Linked DNA regions of Sus scrofa: region 1 is linked to region 2. A link is a contact called in public Hi-C data. All regions are on one chromosome and are shown on one strand. The core of a region is the stretch at or near the end of the contact, and the rest is flanking DNA. Distances in the headings are between cores, read along the strand shown. Region 1 holds the start of PYGM (glycogen phosphorylase, muscle form). Region 2 holds the start of ACTN3 (alpha-actinin-3).

Region 1 (6,576 bases), core at 1,044-3,543, 1.5 Mb after region 2:
TCCGATTCAGTCTCTAGCCTGGGAACCTCCATATAAGATTGGAAAGTTAGGAGTTCCCGGCGTGGCTCGGTGGTTAATGAATCCGACTAGGAACCATGAGGTTTCGGGTTCCATCCCTGGCCTTGCTCAGTGGGTTAAGGATCTGGCGTTGCCATGAGCTGTGGTGTAGGTCACAGATGCAGCTCAGATCCCATGTTGCTGTGGCCCTGGCGTAGGCCGGAGGCTACAGCTCCGATTAGACCCCTGGCCTGGGAACCTCCATGTGCTGCAAGTGGCAGCCATAGAAAAGACAAAAGAACAAAAAAAAAAAAAAAAAAAAAAAATTGGAAAGTTAGAGGCGGGGCCACTGACAAAGATTGAAAGAACCCCCAAAAAAGGTAGTGGGAGAAACCCGTCCAGAGTATATTTGTTTCCCAGTGGAAACAGAACGTGTCCCAGTTCGGTAAGAGCTCTGAGTGCAGGGGCAGGGCGAGCGCTGGGTGGATGAGCAGGAAGAGGGGCGTCGGGCCAGCCCTGGGAGAGGCGGGAGCCGGGCCTTAGGAGGAAAAGTAAGTCCTACAGGCAGTAATGGGTCAGTGCAAAGGTTTGTATGGCCACAGTTGGGGCACGAGGTGACAACATGGGTCGCTGGCATTGCCTTGTCAAGGAATGACCATGTGCCAAGGAACCTCTGAGCTCTACACAGCCCTCCAAGAGGGACCACAGGCCAGGCGGCCTGAGATGCTGGCCAAGCCCGGAGGCCAGAGTGGGTGAACCTCTGCAAAGGCACAGCCGGGGAGGAGAGGCTGAGGATGAGAACTGAAGACAAGAGAGCCATCGGGCATTTCTTTTTTGAAATACAATGGGTAAAACACTTTTTTAGAAGAGAAATTGGAAAATGCAAAAAATGTTAGACAATTTTCTATGTTTTCATGCTATCTGTGGAGGTGTGTTTTGGTGTTTTCTTCTTGGTCTTTTTTCTCTGCTTGAAGCATGCTCTGTGGCAGATCAGACCAGACGCTGCTTGGGGGGCAGGGGCAGAGCAGAGCTCAGCCATAGGGAGGCTTGGAGTTGGGCCCCCACACCAAGTGGGTGATCCCAGGGCAGGTCTGCTGTGGCTCAAAGTCCTCCGACACAGCCTGGCCCTCCCTGAGCCAGACTCTCAATAGCATCCTGCAGCTGTCCAAGCCCAGATCTGCTTCCTTGGCCCACAGGCCAGAACACCCAGTTCTCTGCTTCCACGGGCCCTCTGCCCCAGGAGGCTCAGGCATCCTCTGAAATAGCACTGGGCCCTGGTCTTCTTTTGCTCAAAGAACAAAGCAGCTTCCAAAGTCTGCCTCCACGAGATTAGGAGGCAGGGGCTGGAGGAGGCAGGTCTTTATATTCTCATTAGGTGAAGGGATTCAAGGCTCAGAAAAGCAGAGCAACCAGCCCAAGATCACATAGCAAATGAATGCTGGGGCCAGGGCACCAGCAGTGAATTGGGGGCAGGCAAAGCCTCAAAGGGAGGGGTCTGGAGGTGTCAGGCCATGAAGACAAATTCCTGGGGTGCAGAGGCCCGTTTTACAGGTGGAGTCACACTTGTGAACCTGGTCCACTAAGCCCTTGTCCACTGTGTGGCCCCAGGTGGGAGAGATGGGTAGGAGAAGGCCTCCAGCCACTCACCTGGCAGCCGCATCATGGGCGACTTGATATCATTGGCCAGTGTTGTGTGCGCGCACGTGCATGTGCGCATGAAGGGGGCGCTTCAGTTTCTCCTACGCCTGTGGGCCCCAGGACTACAGTTCCCAGGGGCCCCTGCTCCAGGCTGGTGGTCCCTAGCCAAAGCTGGCCTGTAATCTGACCATCCCTCTGCAAAGGTCACTTCAGAGCCCCTTGAGGGACAGCAACAGGGGGAGCTCAGAGTGGCTCGACTTAGGTGGGGGGGTGGGGTGTGCACTGTAGCCCTGCCTCAGGCAACCTTCCCCATACCACCCCCTGGAACGCAGGGTCCCGGTGCCCCTTCGTGCAGACACCCAGTATCCTCTGCTAGTTGCACTTCTGTTAGGGCTCATCCTCAGCGCCTGGGCCTTCAGCCCGTCCCTCCCCACCCGGCTGCAGGGCTGCCGTGGAAGCTTGACCGGAGGTCACCCCGCTTGGGGTTTGCAGTCTCTTCTGTGAATGTCTGGAACAGAAGCCAAGAGGCTCTGATGGGGGCTGGGGCTCCTGACCTGTCCTCCTTGACATCCCACTTGGCCCCTCCAAGGAGCCCTGATGGACAGCCGCCAAGGTCCGGCCCCATCTTTCATCTAGAACCCAGGAACGGGCCCAGAGCAGGGCAGCCTCAGCCAAAGTTGGAGCCCAGCGGCTCCGGTCAAGGCTCAGGCCTCTCAGGCCAGCCCGCCGCCGCCTGCTGCATCTTGTCTCTGACCCTGCAAAAGGCAGGGAGGGGGCCAGAGGGCAGAAGGGCCGCCGTGTGCGAGGGGTGGGGGGGGACGTGGGTCCGCACAGGGCTGCCGGGCCCAGCCCAGGCGGAGGTCCGGCCTGCTCTCCCTGCCCCTCTCTCCTCTCCTGCGCTTGCCCCAAAATAGCTCCCGGAGCACCCAGGCCAAGACCCTCCCCCGGAGGGAGGAGGCGGGGCAAGCTGCCCAGAGCCGGGCTTTAAATCGCCGGCCGGCCGGGGATCTCCACTCCCTGGCTGGAGGCACCGCTCAGGCCCCCGTCCCCACCGTCCGTCCTTCCGTCCGGCCCGCCCTCCCGCAGCCATGTCCCGGCCCCTGACGGACCAGGAGAAGAGAAAGCAGATCAGCGTGCGCGGCCTGGCCGGCGTGGAGAATGTGGCGGAGCTGAAGAAGAACTTCAACCGGCACCTGCACTTCACCCTCGTGAAGGACCGCAACGTGGCCAACGCCCGCGACTACTACTTCGCGCTGGCCTACACCGTGCGCGACCACCTCGTGGGCCGCTGGATCCGCACGCAGCAGCACTACTATGAGAAGGACCCTAAGGTGCTGCTTGGGGCCCCCCGGGTGGGGGATGGGCTGGGGGGGCCCTGCCCCGGGGGGCCCGGAGATCGTGACACGTGGCAGCCCTTTCCTGAGGTCAGGATTTGGGCGCAAAATAAAGGGTCGCTCCAGGTTCCTGAGGTTGGAAGATGCAGGGTGCCAGGTGCAATGGGTGCGGGGACCCAGGGGCGGGGTGCGAGGGGTGGGGTGGGGGTCAGGGGCCTCAGGTCAAGGCAGGCTGGTGGCAAAGGCCCTGATTGAGAGCCACCCACAGTCCAGCCCCCTCTTTCGGCTAGAATCTCGGAGCGAGGGGCTGTTGAGGGGGCAGGAAGACCCCTGTGGCCTGGGGTGGACCCTTAGTGGAAGGACATGTCACTGAATGTGTGCACAGCGCGTCCGTGAGCGGGTGGGGCTCGGCTGGGGCAGCTGAGGGGGGAGATCAAGTGTCTGTTGGGGTCACTGGTAAATGTCAGCAACCTGACACCTCTGGGCAGGAGTGGGGGAGGGGCAGACGGGTGGGGCAGGGAGGGGACCCAGGAAACCAGGAGACCATGCACCATCCGCATCCTGGAGCCTGGCGCCTCTCTGGCCCCTTCTTGGGACAGAGGCTTGAGGGCCAAGGGGAGCTGGGCCCTGCAAAGATGGGAGGTGGCTGCCTCTAGCCCTGAGTCATTGTGTGACCTTGAGCCAAAGACTTTTCTCTGGGCCTGGCCCCCCCTCCTGGGGAGCCCTTGGAGATGCTCCCCCACATCCTGACTCCCTGAGGGGCTGTTGGGAGGATTTCCTGCACAGGAAGGGGTTCCCACCTCTCCTAAGCACCTCAGCCCCCCAGGGAGATACAGCCAGCCCCATTTTCCAGATGAGGAAACTGAGGCTCAGAGAAGAAAAGTGATTTGTGCAAAAGTCAAAAGAAATGCTGGGGCTGGAACTTACCTGTTGGGTCCCCAAAGCCTGAGGAAGCGGGGAAAGAACATGCTGGGGCCTAGGCATGGGGCAGGACGTGTGAGAGGTGCGGCCCAAGCGAGCCTGGCTGAATGCATGTCCGAGGGCAGCCTTGACCCCGTCTGTCTCTCCGGACAGAGGATCTATTACCTGTCTCTGGAATTCTACATGGGCCGGACGCTACAAAACACCATGGTGAACCTGGCCTTGGAAAATGCCTGTGATGAGGCCACCTACCAGGTGTGTAGGGGTGGGGCAAGCCCTAGGGACTGCAGCATGGACCCGCTGGCCCTTGGCCCTGACGACTGGCACACCCTCCCCCTTCTAGCTGGGCTTGGACATGGAAGAGCTGGAGGAAATGGAGGAGGATGCCGGGCTCGGCAATGGGGGCCTGGGCCGGCTGGCAGGTGAATGAGCCGGGTGGCACGGGGGTGGGGGTCGGGGGTGGGCGGAAGGGTCCTTTTGTGTTGCGTCTCTGACACCCCTTTGTGCACACCCCTAGCCTGCTTTCTGGACTCCATGGCAACACTGGGCCTGGCTGCCTATGGCTACGGGATCCGCTATGAGTTTGGGATTTTTAACCAGAAGATCACTGGGGGTTGGCAGGTGAGCAACCTTGGGCCCTGGCCGGGTAGGGCCCTGGTTGTGAGGGGGAAGACCCCCTATGTGCTCATTCATCTGTGCATAGATCCAGAACTGGCCCAGCCCCCGGCCCCAGTCCCATCGTTATCTCTTGGGATGGGAGGGCCGTACCTGTGGGATCTCTCAGACTCTCATGCACACACCGTGTCCGCTTGGCTATCCCACCAGACCAGGGGCCCGCCTGCCCCAGAGTCTTTCATGTATGCCCTCCCTATACAGGGGCTGTATAGCTGCTGCTCCTGCCCTGCCCGCCACTTCTTGTGGCGTGAGCCTGGCTCTGACGCTGCTTTCCTTTCTCCCCGACCTGCTTGGGCTTAGATGGAGGAGGCTGATGACTGGCTTCGCTATGGCAACGCCTGGGAGAAGGCGCGACCCGAATTCACGCTGCCTGTGCACTTCTATGGCCGAGTGGAGCACACCAACCAGGGGGCCAAGTGGGTGGACACACAGGTGAGGGGGACGCTGGGGAGCAGAGGAGGATCCAGGGATGGGGAGGGGAGGAAGTTCTAGAGGAAACAGGGAGAAACAGGGAAAGATCCCGGAGGCTACTGGACCCTGTGCCGTCTTATAATAGAGGACCCCGAGGCTCAGAGAGCTTAAGTGACTTCCTCGAGGTCACACAGCTGGAACCAGGAGAGGCTAGAGACAAGATCACAGGGGAGCCAGGCCAAGTGCAGAGCCTGGGAGGAGGAGAGAGGCTTGCTCTACCCATGTTCCTTCCCTGACCTGGCTCCCCTCCAGCCCACAAGACTCATCAAAGAATAGTCACGGGCGCTTGGCCCCCTGCACGTCTGACCTGGGGGCTCCATAGGAAACAAAGCGACAGCCCAGAAATGCGGACAGGGGAGAAAATTAGAGCCTGCAGAGGGCAACTGACTCACTCAAGGTCATGGAGCAAGTTGGAGCCTAAAGCTAAACCAGGTGTCTGAATTCCAGCTCAGCCAGTCTTCTTGCTGTGGCTGCAGGTCATCGGCTTCCAGATGGCTGCACAGAAAGCTCTAGTCTTTCAGAATCGAGAGTGAGAGTCATTCTGCTGTCATCCTCGCTAAGGTCCAGCAGGGCACTGGCTGCCCACCTGGCTGTATTCTCTCAGGGCAGCCCCTTCCCACTCTGAGCTGCAGTTTGCACTCTGCTCCAATGAGGGGCTACTTCATGGTGGGGAGGGGGGCGTGGATGTGGCCCCGTGGTGGTGGCAGTTACTAGCAACGGTTCCTGATGTTGGCTAATTGTGGGAGGTGGGGACAGCATCAGTCACAGTTAATTAGTCCGGAGGTCAACTGGCCATAAACTCTTTGCATGGACTTGGCTTGACTTCTGTGACCCTGTCAGCTGCTCCATGATCCCCCAGTCCTTCCATGAGTCCAGAGTGTCCTCTAGATTGTGCTCAGGCCAGGCAAGCCAGCTCTTCCCCATCACCGCAGAGTGGCTACCAAGAGGGCTCCACCTTGGGCTCTGGGCTCATCCCTGCCTCCTCCTGGAATCCTCACAACAGCCTAGCAAGGAGGGGCAGGGAGGTGGTGGTGGTGGCTCTGGGATGTCCCCTCTTTATGCGTGAGATCCAGGGAGGTTGAGGGGTTGCGTGGGGTTACCCAGAATTGGGACTAGAACCCGGGACTGGGAGTTGGCAGAGGGCAAGGACAAGCATGGAGTTCCAACTCTCAGGGCCTCCCAGACACGGCAGATACCCACCTCTTGACACCATGCCGGGTGCCCCGCAGGTGGTGTTGGCCATGCCCTACGACACACCCGTGCCTGGCTACCGCAACAACGTCGTCAATACCATGCGCCTGTGGTCTGCCAAGGCCCCCAATGACTTCAACCTCAAAGACTGTGAGTTCAGCCAGAAGTTGGCAGCCCCCACCCACCCCGGCCCACACTCAGCCCACACCTGACCCTGTCCCCTTTTCGTTCCCCAGTCAACGTCGGTGGCTACATCCAGGCTGTGCTGGACCGCAACCTGGCTGAGAACATTTCTCGGGTCCTGTACCCCAATGACAATGTATGTTACCCCCTGGGATGGGGACCAGAA
Region 2 (6,903 bases), core at 4,206-6,705:
GCGGTGTCGGTGGATGAGAGCACAGAGGGCCAGGCCATCCTTCCAGCTGGACAGAGAGAAGGGGGGGGGTCAGGCCTGGGTTCAAGCTGAGGCCCTGTCCTACCCTCGTCCCAGGAGCACCCCCATCAGGACAGCCTCATCTGGAAAATGGATGGAAGTCCAAACGCCTGGGCTGCGCGTTTCAGGCCCTTGATTACCAGCCTCAGACCATTTCCTCCAAGCGCGGGGCGGTCCTTCTCATCGCCTACACTTAAGCCGCACCACTTTCTAGACGTGTTGGGCCCCCAGGTCTTGGCTCACAAGGTTCCCTCTGGCTGGAAGGCCCTCCCCGGGGATGTCTCTAACGCCCCCTCCTCCAGGAATCCCCCTGGCCCTCCTGGATCCAATTCAACATTGACTGAGTCTTCCTATTTTCAGACACGGTGGCGGGAACTTGGCCGTGACCTCTCCCCCCCCCCCCGGCTGGCCGCCGACGGACCTGGTGTGAAAGTTCTGCACGTTGACGTTGCGGTAGGGCGCCGTCTTCCGCTGACACCACAGCAGCAAGCCTTCCTTGGCCGAGGTTTCTGGGCAGGGATGGGGGTGAGTGTCTGCGGGGGGCAGTCTGGGGGTCCAGCCCGCTCGCCCTCCCCGCCTCCCCGCCGCTCACCTTCCACGGAGATGTCCTGGATGGCGAAGCGGAGGATGATGGTCCAGATCATGCCCAGGGTCATCTTCAGGTTCCCGTCGACAATCTCTGCAGGGCAGGGGGTGGGGCACGCTCCAGCGGGCACTCGGCGGCCTGTACCTTCCCCCTGCTCCGCCCTCTGGCCCTTGTCCCCCATCCCAGGGCTGGCACTTAGTAGGTGCTCAATCATTTTACTTAAGAATGATTCATCCAACACCTACTAGGCGCCAGGCCTTGTTGCTGGCACTTTGGGGCCATTCGCTCCTTACAGTCCGTCTGGTGGGACACGGATGGTTACCCCCGTGGTGAGATTAAGAAACGCCCCCCGGTCCCCCAGCCCCCACCCCGGGCCTCCCGCCACCTCCTCACCTTCAGCACCAATGGACACCAGCTTCACGCCCTTGCTGGCAATGAAGTCGAGGGCCTTGTTGACATTGGCAATTTTGTGGAAACGCATCTTGCCTTTGTCCGGCCTGGGCAGCCTCTCTCCTGGGTGTAAGAGGAGAGGCCAAGGGTCAAACATCATGAGAGGAAGCCGAAGACATAGTCCTCAGACTTCCCCCTCCCTCGCCAAGTCCGCCCCCCAGCACTCTGCTGCCACGATTCCCCCAGCTGTCTGGGTTCCCCTAGTGCTGGGGGCCCTAGGCCCTGGTTTGCACCCCTCACCTGAAATGACCTCCAGGAGCAGCATGAGTTTGAGGCCATTGCGGAAATCCTCCTCGATGTTCTCGATCTGGGTGCCAGCCTTGCGCAGGTGCGAGTTGCACCAGGCAGTGAAGGTCTGAGGGCAGAGGACAGCGCTCAGACCTTAGAGCTGAGGACAGCGCCCCGGCCCCTTTGCCAGGGTAGATCTCAGAGCCCAAGGCCCTAGGTTCAAGTCCAGGCCCAGCCACTGACTCGCTGGGCATCTGGGGCCAGCCCCTTTCCCTCTCTGAGCCTTAATTCTCCTGGAAGAGGAGAAATAGGGTCTGGGGCCCATTCTGGTCCCAGTTTGGACTTGGGGTGCCTCACCCTCAGCAGGACAGCTTTGGCCAGTCTCAAGCAATGGTGGGGGATTTAGAAAATTGTAGAGCCAACACTCCCAAGTGTGGAGCCCTCTGAGACACAAGGGTCAATGCAGGGTGACACTACCCTTCTAAAATCTAAAAAGCAAAAAATTAAAAAATAAAATCTGAAAAGCTCCGAGGGTTTTGCCTGAGGGACTGTGCACCTGTGTATTGTCATCTTGGTCCCACCGACCTCCTGGGCTGTTGTGACAGCCTCCATGGACACCACGAGGATGCAAGAGCTCTGCAGACAGGAGTTCCCGTCGTGGCGCAGTGGTTAACGAATCCGACTAGGAACCATGAGGTTGCGGGTTCGATCCCTGGCTTTGCTCAGTGGGTTAAGGATCTGGCGTTGCCATGAGCTGTGGGGTAGGTTGCAGACGCGGCTGGATCCCCGTTGCTATGGCTCTGGCGTAGGCTGGTGGCTACAGGTCCGATTGGACCCCTAGCCTGGGAATCTCCATATGCCGTGGGAGCGGCCCAAGAAATGGCAAAAAGACAAAAAAAAAAGAAAAAAAGAGCTCTGCAGACACTCGGGCCCAGCCTGACCTAGCTTCTGGAGGGGATGGCCCTCCCTTTCCCTCCCCCCAGAGTGGGTCTCAGCCTCCATCTGAGATGGGAGAGGTGGGATATGGCAGCACATCTTTAGGGGATGGGAGGGGCCTAGAGTTTGGTGCACAGGTTTCCACCAACCTACGAAGCCTCTGAGCCCTGGATCCTGCCACCAGCTGTAGAGTCTTGGTGGAATCCATACTTGGGCTCCAGTCCTGGCTGAGCTGCTCAGTCTCTGCAACCTGGGATGTGCCCCCTGCCCTCTCTTGGGCTCAGTCCCCCATTTGCACGATTAAGGATTCAGAGTCCACCATGTCTCAGGTCCTTCTTCCCCTGACCTTGCAGGATTCTGGAATTTAGAGCATGCTCCCCACCCCAAAGCAGCTAATCCAGGGAGGGGGCCCGGCTGGTCACTTCCTCAGGTGTGGAAGCGGGTGCTGAGCTCTGACTGATGGGGCGCAGGAGAGGGCAGTTGGATTCTCTGTAATTCCTTCCAAACCCTGGAGTCTCAGTTGCTCTGGGTCCAGACAGGGCAGGGGGAAAGGGAGTTCCCGGGGTGGAGGGCTCCGGGGTGGAGAAGGGTCATTCTTGCCTCTGACAAACGTGCCTTTAATGAGATTTGGTTCCCATCTTAAAGGAACTCACAGTCAATCAAAGAGTCGCACTGGCCTGAGAAATGCTGAGAGAGACTAATGTCAGGGAGCCTAGGGGAGCAGTTCTTCAAATCAAAAGGGGGGACCTCTTGGGGGAAGGTTAATAATTGATCAGAACTGTGAAGGAAGAGCAGGAGTTATTCAGGCAGGGAAGGGCAGGCAAGGGCATTCCAGGCAGGGACAGCCACACGGGCAAGTGCCTGGTGATAAGAAACAGTTGCCAGGCTTGTGGGGCTCTAGCTATCTGGGCACTGCTCTGGGGGCGTTGCGGTACAAGTGGTGAGAGGCCGGCCGGAGGAGAGGCAGAAGCCAGGTCATGCATGATCCTGCGTGCTAAGCCAGGGAGGCTGAACTTGATCCTGAGGGCAACGGGGAGGCAGGAAAGCTTTCAGGCAGAGGAGGGAGAGGGGCAGACGTGTGTTTTAGAAAGCCCACTATGCTTCCAGAGGGGAGACAAATGGCTTGGCCGAGCAGAAGGGAGAATTGAGGAGGCGGCGACTGAGACCAGCGAGGGGGACGGGGCAGGATCAAGTGGATGAGATAGAAACATTTGTCCCTGCTGGAACATAAGCTCCCTGAGGCAGGGGCTTTATTTTGTCCCCTGCTGAATTCCTGGCATCTGAAACAGTGCCGGGCAGTAGGCCCGCTCTAAGACATACTGAATGAATGTTTTTGAATGAAGTGGAATAAGGAGGACTCAGGTGTCGGCGGGAAGAGACAGGAGGGCTCCAGGACCGGGAGGAGAAGCAGGGATGGGGTGGGGCTAGAGACGTTCATCACTTTGTAATAAACAACATTGGCTGAAAAGAAACAACCTGAATGTCCAGTTCCAGGGGATGCCGATGAATGTGAGGAGCACCTACGCTGTGCACTGCATGAATGGGTGAGGTGAGTGGCTGTAAGTGGGGTCGGGAGGATGCTCTCGACCTTTGAAGTGATGAAAGCAAGTTACAGGCTGGCATGTGCCTAATGAGGGGTCTGTGACCCTGGATCTGGGAGAGGTTTGGGGGGGTAGGGGGAGGAGTTTTGCAGGGCAGGTGGCAGCTGGAGCCAGGGGGCAGGGATGACATCACTGGGAGATGGCTGGGTCCAAGGACTGCAGCCCTGCTCGGAGACAGGTGCAGGAAGAGCTGGGGGCGGGGGGGCGTGTCACCCAGGGCACCCTCATCAAGTCAGCTGAGCCTCCCAGCCCCTGGGGTCACCTCCTGTCATCTAACCCAGCGGAAGTGCTCTGATTCTAAATCCTGGGATTCTCAGATCCTGCGAATTCCACTGAGTACCCCGTTCTCGGCCCTTTCCTGGTGTCATACACTTTTGGCAAATGCCGAGTGGGGTCGAATGACCTCATGGGCCCTCCCTACCCCTGGCCTGACACTCCCCAAAGTTTCCTCACTCCAGTCCGGATCATTTTCTCTTTTAGGTCCCCAGGTGTCCTACCCTCTCCATTTGGGAAAGTCTGGGAGTGAAAATAGATCGGGGAGGGGAGGCCCAAGTACCCTACAAGGCTGGGCCTGGGTGGCAGCTGCCCATGTGCCCCTCTCAGGTCCTCCAAGGCGCTGCCTCAGCACAGAGTGACCATCTGGTCAGAGAGTCAGGTTACACGTAAGGAAACCCAGGGCTCCCCCCCACCCCCCCCACCCCCACCTGTGGCCTTTACAGCAGACTCAGGGCCCCTGGGGTGGGGAGGGGTATCCTGGGAAAGAATCGGGGTGGGGCAGGCAATGGGCAAAGACCCTCAGGTTGCGGGGGTCCTGTTTTCTGACAGTGTATGATTTGGGTCCTATCTCGGCCCCTTTCTAGGCCTCAGTTTCCTGATGCGACAACTGGGATAGGTGAGCATGGACATCACACTGGAGAGAATAGGGAGAGGGTGAGAGGGGGGTCTGGGACGGTTACCCCTTCCCCCACACTCCAAGTCCACTATTTGCTTGGCTGCAAGTCCTCAGGTGGAGTCTGGGAATATTTCACCAGAGAGTTGGGGGTGTGTGGGGGGGCCCCACACCCCCACCCTCAAACTTGGATCTCCTGGGCTTCGCTCACCCCATATTCCTTAGCAGAAATGGAGCAGTAGGCCCAGGGGAATGAACCCTGGGGGGGGGGTGGGGAAACTCTTCTTATCCTAAACCACTGGAGGGTCCCCCAGCCCCCTCTTCCAGCCCTGGGAGACAACAGGGGCTGATGGGCAGAGCCTCGGCTAAGGAATAACACCGAGGTTTAAGACAGGCTCTGCCCCTCACCTGCTAAGATGCCAAGGACAAACCGCCTGGCTTCTCAGGCCTCAGTTTTGCCATCAGGAAATGGGCTAGCACTCACTTTCCTCTGCTGCTTCTCCCAGGCCGGGTCCAGCAGCAGGTCGCGGTCCCAGTCCTCCTCCTGTTCCATGTACTCGCCGCCCCCGCCGCTTCCGCCTGCGAAGGGCCCCTCCCGGGTCCCCAGACCCTCGGGCTGCATAACCATCATCATCTTGCTTGGGCTCCTGGCTCCGCTGGGCTCCGCGCGCTCCAGAACTTGGGGACCGCATTAAGTAGCCGCAGACCCAGCCCCGGATCGGATTCGCGCTAAATATGGGGGAAGAGGGAGGGGCCGGATTGGGGCGAGGGCGCTCGAGACCAGGCAGGAGGTTGTCCTGGGACTAGGAGACTGCAGAATTTTGAGGCGCTGGGGTGGATCTCATAGCGGAGATCCGGGATTCGCGTTTTGGCTCCTGTGTGACTTTAGGAAAGTCACGGGCCCTCTCTGAATCTATTTCCTCAGGTATACAACGGAGATGACGATAACAATAGCGGTTGCAGACCTCTCTAATCTGCCTTTGGGGTCTCCTCCTGACCCTCTTCCTGCGCCCCCTTGGTGGGAAACAAGGAGCATTATTCCCATTTCACAGTCAGAAACACCGAGGCGCAGAGTTGATTTGAATGTTTTCTCGGGTGACGAGGGGAGACACTAGAGGAGGGGGCGGGGCTTCAAGCCAACTGGATGGGCCGAGGCAGGGCTATTAATATCGGGGCGACTAAGGGTTGAGGGAGAATGTGCTGAGCCGGGAAACCCGGACGCCACTGAGGCTGCAACTCTATCTTCTTTGGCGAGCCAGCCAGCGGGACGGGGACTCAGCAACGGCGGGAGGGGCGGGGCCTCCGCGGGTGGGCGGGGCTATAACGGCGCCGCCCTACCAGGCTCTAGCGCCGACGAGGTTCCAAGCCTTTCCTTGGCTCGTTCGGCCGTCCAATCACATCTCGGTATCTGCCTGCCGCCGCCTGTGAACCGGAAAGCTCGCCTCACCTCTTCACAGCTTCTATTGGTCGTGGCAGACGTCCTTTTGACACTATCCCCGCCCCGATACGGAAGCGGCGGGGTACTCCCGATCCCACCGCGGGTGGGCCCAAGCCATGGGGCAGCCCTGGGCGGTGGGGAGCGCCGAGGGGGCACACGCGCGGCTGCCCCTTGTGCTCACTGCGCTGTGGGCCGCGGCTGTGGGCTTGGAGGTGGCCTACGTGCTGGTGCTTGGTCCTGGGCCTCCCCCGCTGGGACCCTTGGCCCGGACCTTGCAGCTTGCCCTGGCAGCCTTCCAGCTGCTAAACCTACTGGGCAACGTGGGGCTCTTCCTGCGCTCGGATCCCAGCATCCGGGGTGTGATGCTGGCCGGCCGTGGTCTGGGCCAGGGCTGGGCGTGAGTGGGGCACGGGGTCTGGCAGGGGTGGGGTGTGGGGCCGGGGGAGCTTGGGGCAGGGGGAGGGCCCTAGGACCTGATGATAGAACCAGTTTACAAAGATCCGCTTGTTGGAGCCAGAGAACTCCTTTAGAACCAGAAGCCACAAGAAGTATCATTCATTCACTTACAAACATTGAGTACCTACTGTGTGCAAGGTACTGTTCTAGGCACTGGAGGTGCAATAAAACGTATTCCTGATTTTAGCGGAGGAGGGGGCAGATGATAAACTTCAGGTGTAATAAATAAACAAATAATATAGAATGTTAGAAGCTGGTGGTG

The links. Hi-C and Micro-C count contacts between places; a contact is called where the count stands out from the background.
Region 1: a contact with region 2 is called in a Hi-C map of skeletal muscle, with 14 times the contacts expected there. The contact joins the promoter of PYGM here to the promoter of ACTN3 in region 2. A contact is called at or near these places in 1 of 47 Hi-C or Micro-C datasets (skeletal muscle) and 1 of 2 datasets of contacts at active chromatin or transcription factors (skeletal muscle).

The regions. Positions count from the first base shown.
Region 1 is chr2:7,407,037-7,413,612 of Sscrofa11.1, forward strand. PYGM (glycogen phosphorylase, muscle form) reads left to right here and starts at 2,294. Exons shown (of 20, transcript XM_003122588.5): 1 at 2,294-2,966; 2 at 4,044-4,145; 3 at 4,234-4,312; 4 at 4,408-4,511; 5 at 4,866-4,997; 6 at 6,266-6,377; 7 at 6,464-6,546. The coding sequence starts at 2,724.
Region 2 is chr2:5,868,324-5,875,226 of Sscrofa11.1, forward strand. It overlaps ACTN3 (alpha-actinin-3), which reads right to left and starts at 5,456. Exons shown (of 21, transcript XM_003122492.4): 1 at 5,232-5,456; 2 at 1,334-1,448; 3 at 1,037-1,156; 4 at 650-736; 5 at 479-566; 6 at 1-46. The coding sequence starts at 5,381. It overlaps ZDHHC24 (probable palmitoyltransferase ZDHHC24), which reads left to right and starts at 6,186. Exons shown (of 3, transcript XM_003122494.6): 1 at 6,186-6,582. The coding sequence starts at 6,302.